Linked DNA regions of Mus musculus: region 2 is linked to region 1. A link is a contact called in public Hi-C data. All regions are on one chromosome and are shown on one strand. Each heading gives the region's core, a stretch centred on a gene start, on an enhancer-like site or on the middle of the called end of the contact. The rest is flanking DNA. Distances are from core to core; before and after follow the strand shown. Region 1 has its middle 6.7 kb from the start of Trappc9. Region 2 has its middle 13 kb from the start of Ptp4a3.

Region 1 (5,699 bases), core at 1,883-4,382:
CTTTGGGGGCCGCTTCTAGAAACTTGGCAGGAATTTGACTTTGGGCTAGGACAGGGAAATAGGCTCAGATATCTTGGGCATCCTGATAAGTCCCTAGAAACATTGATCCCAGGACTTTTTTTTTTTTTTATTGTCTTATTTGTTCCTTAACTTAGAACTGACCTTATTATTTGCATGTACTTAAAATGGTATAAAAGCAGACTGGGAAAAAATAAGCCTCAGAACAGGCTGGGGTCGTGCCTCAGTGGTGTCTAATTGTCTTTTTTCTTTTTAATCCTCGCTCCTTCCCTGGAGAACCCATTGGCTGACTGAGATGACTTGGTCAGTTTACTCTTTTGGCTAGACCAGCTGGCCAGCCAGACCCTGGCTCCTTCCATTTTGACTCCTCCAACGCACATAGCCATGACTGCTTTTCACGTGAGTCCTGGGGACCTAACTTAGTTCTTCATGCTCACAGGGCAAAGACTGGATCAACGGAACCATCTCTCCAGTCCCTTCATGGAGATATGTTGCCTTTTTTCACCTGTCTCCGTGTGTGGCATGCATGTGTAGACATGTGGTATGCATGTCTTTGCATGTGACTGGGTACATATATATGTGTATCTGTGTGGGTGTGTGTTACACATCCCTACCTGTGCGTGTGGAGGCCTGAGGTTGATGCTGCGAATCTTCCTTGATCCTCCTCTGACTGCTTTGTTGAAGCAGGGTCCCTCACTAAAGTCCACAGCCCAGCCCTAATCTTCCTAGGCAGCTTTCTCAAGGAATCCCGTCTTTGCCTTTGAGCCTGGAATTATATATTATATGGCATTATATTATATTGAGGCTGGCCATCTATAATGCATCACATGGTATCTCAGGGCACTAACTCCAAGTGCTTTAACCGCAGAGCTATTTTCCTAGCACCTGTCCACCATTTCTCTTTGAGTCAGAACCATGCCATGTGGCTATGCACCCTAAACTGGCTTTGGATTTGAGGTCTTCCTCCCGCAGTCTTGAGAACTGCGGTTACAGGTAGGCTCCTCAAGTGGCCCCTGCCTGCTTTCCTTTCTTTCTTTCTTTTTTTTTTTCTGGTTTCTGAGACACCGCTTCTCTTTGCAGCCCTGACAGTCTCCAGACTCAAAACCATCTGCCTGTGTCTGCTTCTTAAGTGCTTAGGTTAAAGATACCGTGGACACACCCAGGTATACACATGAATAAATAAGTAAAAATTTAAAAACTAAAAAATTTAATTTAATGTTGTATTATTTAGGATAGGGAGTATACAAGCCAATATTCTAATCATAAGGCAATAACTTCACAAATATACAGCACATATTTCCAATTATATTAATTATATATGTTATATATGTAATATATAATTATTAATATATATGACATTTGATATACAACATAATATAATGTAATTAAGAACTTGAATCTTTTTGTGATAAGGGATTATGTAGTCCAGGCTAACCTTGTATTCACAGCGACTGGCAAGTGTCTGTCTCCACAATTCTGGATTAAAGCCTGTACCGCCATGTCCAGTATAACCTGAATTCTTAAATCACTATTTAAGATCACTGCCAATTCAGTTAAATCTGTTATGAGTTCCTCCCCGGCTTGTCTACTCAGAATGCGTCCAGAACTCCCTGACCCAGGCTCCCCAACAAACCCTGGGTTTCAGAGACAATTTGAGGCAATTAGCTCCTAATTCAACCCAGATGGCTTGTTTTCCTAGCATGGCTGCTAACACCTTCTGCCACCTGGTGGTCACATGTGGAATTGCAGATCCCACTAATCCTTGATAAGAATTTTTATTTCTTATACCTTTTTATATTTTTCTCTGAAGTGTAAAATTCCATTTAAAAAATTGGATTATAAATTTTGTAAACAAGGTTTCTGGTTCTACAAGTGATCACTCTGCTTCGGTATGAATACTCTAGCACAAATATAATACTTAGGTTAACTAACAAATTCTATAATTTGGCAGTTCCTGTGTGTGAAAGTTATTTCGTATTAACTCAAAAAATTTGTTGCTTCTACAACATGACAGCTATACCAAGAGAATGAAAAATTAGGTAAAAGAGAAAAATTATTTTGTTGACAATTCACACCAATTTTATTACAGTTGGAAAGCACACATTGTTCAAGGTATTTCCCAAAATTAACAGTCTCTTTGAAAAATGAAAAACTATTCTTTTTAAATGACCTTAGGTGGGTCAATGATCAAGGTGGGTTTTTGTTTTGCTTTTTGTTGTTGTTGTTATCTGCAACAGACAGGGTTTCCTGTGTCGTTCCGACTGTACTGGAATCTTTCTGTAAACCGGACTGGTCTTGAACTCAGAGAATCATCTGCCTCTGCCTCCAGAGTGCTGGAATTAAAGGCTTGTACCACCACACCCGGCTTTAAGGTGTGGTTACAAAGAATAATAAAAAAAGGCATGATTGGTTTTTTTTAGTTTAGTTTTTTTTTTTTTTTTCTGAGCCAAACAGGGGTGAATGGCCAAGAACACAAATTCATTCAAGTTACCCGGAATGACGTGTTCTGGCACAGATGAGTTTTGAATACAAATTCAGGAAGGGACGAAACTGTAGCTCTGTGGATAAGAGGGACTGGCTTGTGAGGTCCTGGGTTTGACCCTCAGCACGGTATAAACCAAGTGTGATGATCTAAGCCTGCGGTCTCGGCACGCTGGTGGAAGCTGGGGATCACGAGTTCAAGGTTACCCTTAGCTAATTAGGGAGTTCAAGGCCAGCCTGGGCTACTGGGGCTTCTGTCCCAAAAGGAAAAAAAAAATGTGTGAATCTTCATAGAGACGCCTATCCCACCTTCTGGGCCTCAGGCCGGACACCTCACCCTTTTCCACCCAATCCAGGCCACTTTCACAGGCGACCCTGAACCCATTTTTGGCCTAAATTAGTGTTCTTCCCGCGCTCTGCTATGTGGCCGCGCATGCGTAAAATATACAAGACCTATGACGCAAGATTGACGTAGTCGAGAGCTCAGTTCCCAGGGCAACAAACTCCGGCCGCCCGCCTTCCGTTGGCGCTCGTGCGTCACTTCCCGTTCGCCCCTCCCTTCTCTTTTCTCAACCTGATTCACGATAGGTTCCGCCCCAGGGCGCGGCGGGCGGCGGGGCGGTGCTGGGAAAGGCGAGCCTTCGGCTGTGGATTGGTCCTGAGCCTGGGTGGGCGGAGTCGGGCGGAGCTTGTCTTCCCCCCAGCCAATCGCTTTTAAATTTGTCCCCCCTAGTCACCGCAGAGCATGCGCAGGACTCAGAAAGGATTGTAATCCACTACTCCGGAGTTTGCAAGCAGTCTGAGGGAACTCTGACAGTGGCTGGGGTGTGTGGCCTCGGGGGCGGAGCTGCAGGAGAAGGCGTTGATTGGTCGACTGGTGCCTGGTTTAGGGATTCGTAGCACACAGCCTTTCATTCATTCACTCATTCATTCTATTCATTCAAGGAATGGATTGAGTGATACCAGGTTTTGTGACTTCGACCATGTCCCCCACTCCCCATCCCCCAGGAGCCCATGCTTTGGTTGACACGTCAGTGTCGCCCTCTCCTCTCAAGTCTGGTGTGATAAGTGTTTTGCAAAAGGGGGTACATTCTTCTTTCTTCCAGGGACATTTGCAGGTGGCTCCACCTCTGAAATCAGGTGTAGCACAACCCCAGATCTGCAGAGCATCCCAGCTTGCTGAGAATTTACTACTGCGCCCCTTTCTTTCGCTTTACATTCACCTGGGCAGTAGAGTTGTCTCTCAGAGGCACTGAGAGGTTTGAAATGAGTTTGTGTCCACTAACGTTGGGGTTAAATTCCAGGAGTTTGGCTGAAGGTGGGCCTCAGCTGGTAGACTACTTGGTTAGCATGCATATAGCTCAGTTCCCACATCCCTATTATTCTGAATTTGGGAGGTGGAGGCAAAAGCCTCAAAAGATCAAGGTCATCCTGGATTACTTAGTTTCAAGCCAGCTTGGGCTGTGTGATAGCCCTGCCCCCAATTATCCCTCGTAGTCATTGACTATTGTCTTTATACCAGTATGTTTGTATTGAGTGCTGGTGCTGCAGAAGTTAGCGGGTTAGCTCCTCTATAGCTGTGCTTACAGTTGTGAGCCACCTGCTGTTGGGTATTGGGCCCAGAACCCTGGTCCTCTGCTAGAGCAGTATGCACTCTTAACCATTGAACCATTTATCCAGACACTAAAGTGCACATCTGCTACATATGTGTAGGGAGGCCTAGGTCCATCCCATGTAGATGCTCTTTGGTTGGTGGTGCAGTCTCTGAGAGACCCAAGGGCCTAGGTTAGTTGACTCTGTTGGTCTTCCTGTGGAGTTCCTATGTCCTTTGCAGCCTGCTAAGTGTTGACTTTAAGGGAATCGAGGACTTTAAGGGAGTTTAAGGACTGTACTAGAATCTGAATAACCCTGGAGGAGGAGTGAGTAAATCAAACTCAAAATTGTGGCTTCTTTCCATCCAACATATTGACAATGTAACCAGCATAATTTAAAGTCTCATTCCTGTATTTTATTTCTCAGTTGCTCCACACTGATGAAGGGTCATAAAGAGTATTTAACTAGAATGACCTGTCTTACTGGGACACAGCGAGTTTAATGGAAAGCTCATTCATTGCACACAGTCAGGTAGGAGTTCAATAAATGGTAACCACACCATTGTGTTATGTGTGTCTTCAGTATAATGTGCAGTTGTGTTTATGTAGGCGACTCTGTCCATAGAGGCCAGCGGTCAATCTTTTGTGTCTTTTTCAATCTTTCGACACCTTGGTGAACCTTGAGTTCATCAGTTTAGTTTGTAGAAGCTACTCGGCTCAGTAGCCCCAGGGATCTTTCTGTGTCTGACTCCCCAGTGTTAAGATTACAGACACACACACTCCATCATGCCTAGTTTTGATGTGGGTGCTAGATCCAAGCTCAGGTCTTCATGCTTGCGAAACAGGGTCTCTCCAGCTCATCGCGGCAGTATTTTGAGGGAAGAGTTGTGAAACTTTAACCAAGGGGCTTCTTGGTAATGCTAAATGAATATGGTAGTTAAATAGATTCTTCCCACCGGGCGTGGTGGCGCACACCTTTAATCCCAGCACTCGGGAGGCAGAGGCAGGCGGATTTCTGAGTTTGAGGCCAGCCTGGTCTACAGAGTGAGTTCCAGGGCAGCCAGGGCTATACAGAGAAACCCTGTCTCGAAAAACCAAAAAAAAAAAAAAAAAAGAGAGGTGGCAATGTGGTTAAGAGGGAGACAGAAGCCCAGAGAGCTGACAGTTTTTATCCAGCATGAGGCCGTTCCATCACCTGACCAGAATACTCTTAGCTGTGATAATCTGAGATTGTCCCAGACAAATAAAGATATATTGCCGCCTTATTATAGAACTATATAGGGAATGTGTGCCTGAATTTGCATTGTATCAGATTGATTTCTTATGTTTTATTTAGGTTAGTCCCAGTAACAGTCCTTTGGAGCAATCGACCTCATTTAGTAGATGGTGACACGAAGACATGCACTTCGATTCTGCCTTTTATTTTCTTTTTAAAAATAGTTTATTATTCTTATTTATTATTCTTATTGTGCGTGTAAGGTGTGAATGTGTGTGTGCACACAGACACCCTGAAACCTGAATGGAGATCAGAGGACAACTTCTGGGAATCAGCTTTCTCCTCTGTGTGTCCCGGATCAAGTCATCAGGCTCAGTGGAAAGGTTTTTGTT
Region 2 (5,996 bases), core at 3,417-5,916, 670 kb before region 1:
CCAGGCAAAGCCAAGGGCATCGCTGTCCTTTCACAAGCCCGGCAACACATGTTCAGCAAGCCCCTAGGCAAGGCTGTTTCAATGTCTCCTCTCCAATAAACCCTAGTAACGTGAAATTCACCACCATATTTTTTTTTGAGGCAAGTCTTGCTAGTAGTCTAGGTTGGCCTCCAACCCCCTATGTAGCTGAGGCTGACCTTGAATTCCTCCTGCCTCCAGCTCACAAGTTCTGGGATTCCAGGAGTGCATCAGACCTGATTCATGTCAACCAGTTTAAAGCGTATAGCCTCCCTGCAGGTTCAATATGCCACTCATGGTGATGCGCTATAATCTCAGCTGTTGGGAAGCTGGGGCAGGAAGATTTTCATGAGTATGAGGCAAATCTGGGCTGCATGGCAAGTTTCAAGTCAACAAAATCCATAGCACAAGATACTGCTGCTGCTGGTGGTGGTGGTGGTGGTGGCCAGGAAGACGGTTCAACCAAAAGACTGCTTGCCACATAAGTATGGAGACCTGAGTTCAATCCCTGAGCCCCAGTTAAAAGTGTAATAGCACGAGTTTAGCACTTGGAAGATGGAGACAGGCAGATCCCAGAGCCACTGACCAGCCTAACAGCCCAGTCTAACTGACGTGTTCCAGGCCTGGGAGAGACTGAGCCTCCGAAAATAAGGTGGATGGCTCCTGGGAGACTAAATACACACAAAGTTGACCCTGGCCTCTACACAAATGCACGCATGCACGCATACACGCATACACACCTTACAGTAATTACAATACCTTACAATGTACACCATACAGGAAGTATGAGATGCTGTGGTTGACAGTTCATTCTCAGGGCTAAGTAGTCATTGCTACTTCCCAGTTCCAAAATACCTTCACAACTACAGAGACTCTGCAGCCAAGTGTGGTGGAACACCCCTGGAATGCCAGCACTCAAGTGCCCAGCAAGATGGCTTAGCAGGTAAAGGGGCTTACTGCACAACCTGAAGACCTGAGTTCAATCCCTGGGACCTACATGGTGGAGGAAGAAAACCAACTCCTGGGAGTTTAATCAATTAATCAATCAATCGATCGATCAATTAATCAAGTAATCAACTGGTGATTGAATAAATAAATTTAACTAAAGATTTCAGGGGAATTTTTCTTTTAATCCCAACACTCAGGCAGCCGAGACAAAAGAACTGTTGTCAGTCTAAGGCCTGTCTCGGGTATACAGCAATACTCTGTCTCCAGATTTAAAACTTGGAAGTCTTGGAGCTGCAGCCCAGGGGCAAAGTGCTGGGCAAACATGTGTGAGGCCCTGGGGACCTCCTGTCAGCACACAGAGCAGCCACAAGCATTCACCTCTTCCTCTGGCCCCCATCTGTGGTTCCCTGTCTGGGATTTTAAAAGGATGTCGCATGGAACCATTGTGATGTCTTTTCCCATACATGCATGTCTTCAAAGATCTCACTTGTAGCAAGCCAGTGCTTCACTTCCTTTTATTAGCCAAATCGTATTCCACTGTAGGAACATGCCATGTTTTATCTAGTCCTCGGCTAAGGGACATTTAGATCACTGTGAGCCCGAGCTGGAGACAGTGTTGATCATTGCAGGAATAAGGGAGGCGGATGCTATGAGATGCCGGGGTCCAAGAGCACTGTGGCACCCCGAGAGGGACCAGGAAGCCTAGAGCTTAAACCAGGCAGGGAAGTGGGCTATGGCAACAAGGGCAGGATAACAGAATCCAGCCCACACCTGGGGCACCTGGCAGAATGTTGGCAGTGTGTGGCCACTGAAGAGGTGCAAGGTAAAGGGGAGAGGAGGGGAGAAGGGCAGACCTGATGGGCCACTGGGCAATGGTCAGGACCTCAGGAGAGCTCAGATCACTCCCCTGAGGACAGGAAATGTTTGTCTAAGCATTTGAAAAGCTGCAACACACTCTGACAAGGGAGGGAGGGAGGGGGAGAGGGATACAGGGAGAGAGGGGGAGAGAGAGAGAGAGAGAGAGAGAGAGAGAGAGAGAGAGAGCGCAAGCGAGCTAGAGAGAGCACCCTGGGGCTGTTTACTGAGCTTATTTGGACAGAGCCAGTAGCAGGCTCCTGGGAGATCTGGGCAGCTGAGTGTCTCTCTCTGAAGGACCCTAAACACTGGGAAAGAAGGGGAAGAAAAAAGACTTGGCCAGTTCCCACCATCCTACAGGATGGGATAGTCACTGTCTATTTACATTGGCCTTCTTTAAGTTCACCCAACTGTGTAGTGGGGTAGACATCCCCAGGACTGGCTTACTGTGTGACTGTCATATACACAGGACAATGAGGGACGTGTCATTGTTAATAGAAGAGTAGAGGATAGGTGTCCACAGGAGGGCCCAGCAACAAAGGGCCACTGTGGAATAAGTGGGCATCATCTATAATAAAAGCCAGCTAGGCCAGCTCTCAGAAATCAGAGTCACCATGGGCACCAACAGATCTCTGGTCTTCATCCAGGCCTGTCCCAGAGTCCAACACAAGAGAGGACACAGACAGTCCCTACAACCCCAGGCAGAGGGCAGCTCTGGAAGGGGGTCTAGTGAGATGCTGAGCCACTCGCCTGAGGGCCAGGCCTCCTGGAACAGCCCCAGCTGGGTATCCTAGGTCGTTCATCTTCCCCCATCACACCTCAGGGAGACCATGGCCTCCTCCAGATGCTCTCGCACCCAGAGGATCGCCCCAGAACCAGTAACTGTTCTCTAAGCCTCCTCTGCACCTGCCTCCCCAGCTGCGTCTGCAAACCACTGAGCTCAGTGCAGCGCTGCCCCCAGGCCTTTGCACGGCCTAGCTGCTCAATGGACGTCTCTGCCTCCCCACGTCTCCTCGTCACTCGAACCTCAGGTCAGTGACTTCTGGGCTAACAGCTGTCCATCAGCACTGTCTGACCTGGAATCTGTCCTCTTCCCACTGAGGGGATGCCCTTGTCTATGGATTCTGAACACTGCACCCAGTAGGTATTTCAATGGGTATGCAAATACAGGGGGTGTGCAGTGGGATAAGACCAAGGTGGGGACTACATACCCAGGACACCAGGCCTGGCCAGGACCACGTGGCCAGTGAAATGAAGGACAGCTGGCAGGCTTGTCCCTTCCCACCAAGCCTCCCAACCTCAGAGCCTGGACCAAAGATAGAGATGATCAAAAGTCACCACTTGGGATGCCCCTCCCCCAAGAGAAGGAAGGTTCTCAGGGGATCCCCCCCACCCCCGCAGCCCACCTCAAGGAAGATAGCACATGCCAAGAAAGAACCAGGATTACTTCTGTCTGGGAACATAAACCAAGGAAACCGAGTGGCCAGGAGCGAGCTATCCAGGGTCTGCATGCAGCTGGGGGGCCGAGGGTACCAACACAAGCCTGCAATCCCAGACTTGGGCAGCAGCAGAGACCATACAGGTCTCTCAGGCACTCAACTCAACCTTCCCTAACTGCTGTAGACCTGTTCTTCCCCACATGGGCTTTATGCACCAGCTGGGGCAGCCTATGGCTCTTGCTAGCTCCTAAAGCTTAGAGAAGAGGGTTCCTGGTTTTCCTCGTATTGCTCGGTGACTCTCTAGTCTAGCCAGTGGTCAGTGGGGGTTGGTGGGGGATGAACACTAACCAGTACTTCTGAACACAGCATGCTCCTACACGGTAAAGGGCAGGTGGGCTTCTTGTTCGTGTTTATCCTGGCTGCCTCCCTCTGGAGGCCCTCCAGGATCCTTAAGGATGTAGCCTCACCCTGGCAAAGACTTCCTGAATGATGTCTCTGGACTCTCTAGGGGACTCTCTGGTCACAGACCTGCTGAGCTGTTGGCCAGAAACCACGCACACACTCTCCAGATCACCCTAGCCTGCATGGCCTGATGGTCTCTATATCATCTCTGGAATCTTTGAGGACCAGGACCCATCCTTCTGCTCCCGTGCTCAGCGGGCTTATGTGCCGTATCCTGTGGATTCTCTGGGTGTTGCCTCCCAGCTGTGAACACAGGCCTAGGATCCCAAATTAGCCTGACTCTGTCCATCCAAATGCCCTCGTCTTGGCAGGCCAAGGGAAGAGCAGAGGGAAGATCCCCTGGTATCAGCGGGGTGTACTGGGCCTAGGAAAGCATCACAGCTAAGGTGTCCCTGCCCTAGCCAGGCCGGGACACGGTGCAGTCAGCCTTACCCTGGGCTCTGCACTCTCAGCTACAAGGTAGACACCTGGCCCACTGTGCTTGATGCTCCTTGGCTACACTTGGGGTTGGCTGTGGTTTAAATACTTTAGCCCATTCCACTGGGACTTCTGCACTATCTCAGATTCACTCGGTATCTCGTGGGAAGGCAAGATTATTGGGCTGAGCCAAGGCTGACCCCACTCTGAAGGTCTGGCCTCACAGAGACAGCCAATCATCTCCTGACCCTGGCACAGCCTCTGAGGTGGGGGGAGTCTCAGCCCAGGGCTGTGTGAAGCTGGATCGCAGGACGGCATGTCCTCGGTGTACACAGCAAATGCTCTGGACCTACCAGTGGTCCTCCTGGGACAATCAATGGCCACCACTGTGCCAAGGGACAGCCTCTGTTCCGACCCAGACTGGGTTCTCATGTTCACTTCCTCCAGCACAGGACAGAGGCTTGGAAGGATGCTTGTCTGGGAAACCCCAGCACATCTAGGGGTTTGCACTCAGGGTCGTATCGTAAGCTACAGTCTCCAGAAACCGGAAGTCTCCAGAAACAGGGGGGAGGGGAGACACTGAGAATGAGGAGGCTATACCTTGACCTACCCATAGCTGGCTGAGACAGGGCTGTGTGACCCCCAGGGCCCACCCAACTCCCCAAGGCAGACGAAAAGCCAGGACAGACACAAGGCTGCCAAGAACCCAGGCCACAGGTCCCACAGGGTTCGAGGTCCCTCCTGGGGCAGGGCAGGCCCAGCTGGCAGTGTCCGTGGGAACAGTCCCCAGGCCCTGTCAATCACACTTAGACCAGCCAATGGACAAATGCCTGGGGCAGTTGGATACGCTTGGCCTGTAAGGCAGAAGCCCAGGTTCCTAGGCCTAAACAGCCAGTCTAATGAGCTGATATGGAGGTCCGAGAGGACTTCTGAGGAACAAACGGACCAGAGGCCTGTGGAAGGGGAATAGAGGGGTCCGAAGGGCCCAGACCACTGGTACTATTTGTGCTCTGTGATCTCTCTACTTCTCTCTCCTCTGCCCCCACTCCCAGGGGCCCCTCCCTTCCCAAGGCCACATCTGCTTCCTGCACCTCTTCCGCTTCCTGCCCTGAGATCACTCCTCCCCCATGCAGCCTCCACCTGGTGGTCCGTGCAACGTGTGTCCCCTCCTGTTCCCAGGATCCCACACACATCACACAGACCACCCTGGGATGGAGCCCCAAGTGGCTTTGCCTGAGTCCTGTGATCAGCACTATTGGGCCTCCTCTGGGCGGGGGAGGGGTGGACAGACGGTCAGATGGCTCCTAGATGAAATGTCTCAACCCCACTCCAGCCACACACCCGGCTCCCAGCCCTGCCTGGCTCTGTTCTCCCAGCTCCCTGCCCCCTTGCTCCACTGGGGGACTCCACAGCACAGACCCCCAAGCCGCTGGCTGTCCTCACAGGCCTGAAGGGGCCCCTGGGGACGGCCCTTCCGGTGACTTCCTGCCAGGGAGGCTAAGCGAGGGTAAATAAGCCCTCCAGATGGCTTCCTGCACTGGCCAGTCGTGGGAACTACAGCTAGTAGGAGGAGACAAAGGGGTAGGGGGGAGCAGGAGGGCCTGCCTCGCAGTAGCTGAGGACTCCCGAAGTCCCTAAACAGAGACTTCACACCTTCTGACAGGGGAGGAAACTGAGGTCCTCGCAGTCAAACGGCAGCAGACAAATGTCAGCCGTCAGCGTGGTGCAGTCCTATGAGCTAATCATCGCCTCTCTGTCACTGAGGGAACTGGGTGCCACAGCTGTTCTGGGTTCCTCCCACACACACCTGGGGGTGCCTTCTCTGGCTCACCACAAACAAAAGGACCAAGAGAGCTG

What was found. Hi-C and Micro-C count contacts between places; a contact is called where the count stands out from the background.
Region 2: a Hi-C map of regulatory T cells shows a contact between it and region 1, with 2.6 times the contacts expected there. The contact joins two enhancer-like sites. A contact is called at or near these places in 6 of 484 Hi-C or Micro-C datasets (CD4 T cells, CD8 T cells, memory CD8 T cells and 2 more), 4 of 115 datasets of contacts at active chromatin or transcription factors (bone marrow-derived macrophages, double positive thymocytes, memory CD8 T cells and 1 more) and 2 of 9 other capture datasets (adipose tissue and liver).

The regions. Positions count from the first base shown.
Region 1 is chr15:73,065,089-73,070,787 of GRCm38.p6, reverse strand. No RefSeq gene overlaps it. Among named protein-coding and RNA genes, the nearest start is that of Trappc9, 6.7 kb to the right of the region's middle. Within about 2 kb of position 3,132, at least 330 of the 459 cell types and tissues checked have an H3K27ac peak or open chromatin away from gene starts, as enhancers often do. A contact at or near this core is called in regulatory T cells, where this site is marked.
Region 2 is chr15:73,731,876-73,737,871 of GRCm38.p6, reverse strand. It overlaps a transcript of Ptp4a3 not described here. Among named protein-coding and RNA genes, the nearest start is that of Ptp4a3, 13 kb to the left of the region's middle. Within about 2 kb of position 4,666, at least 29 of the 459 cell types and tissues checked have an H3K27ac peak or open chromatin away from gene starts, as enhancers often do. A contact at or near this core is called in regulatory T cells, where this site is marked.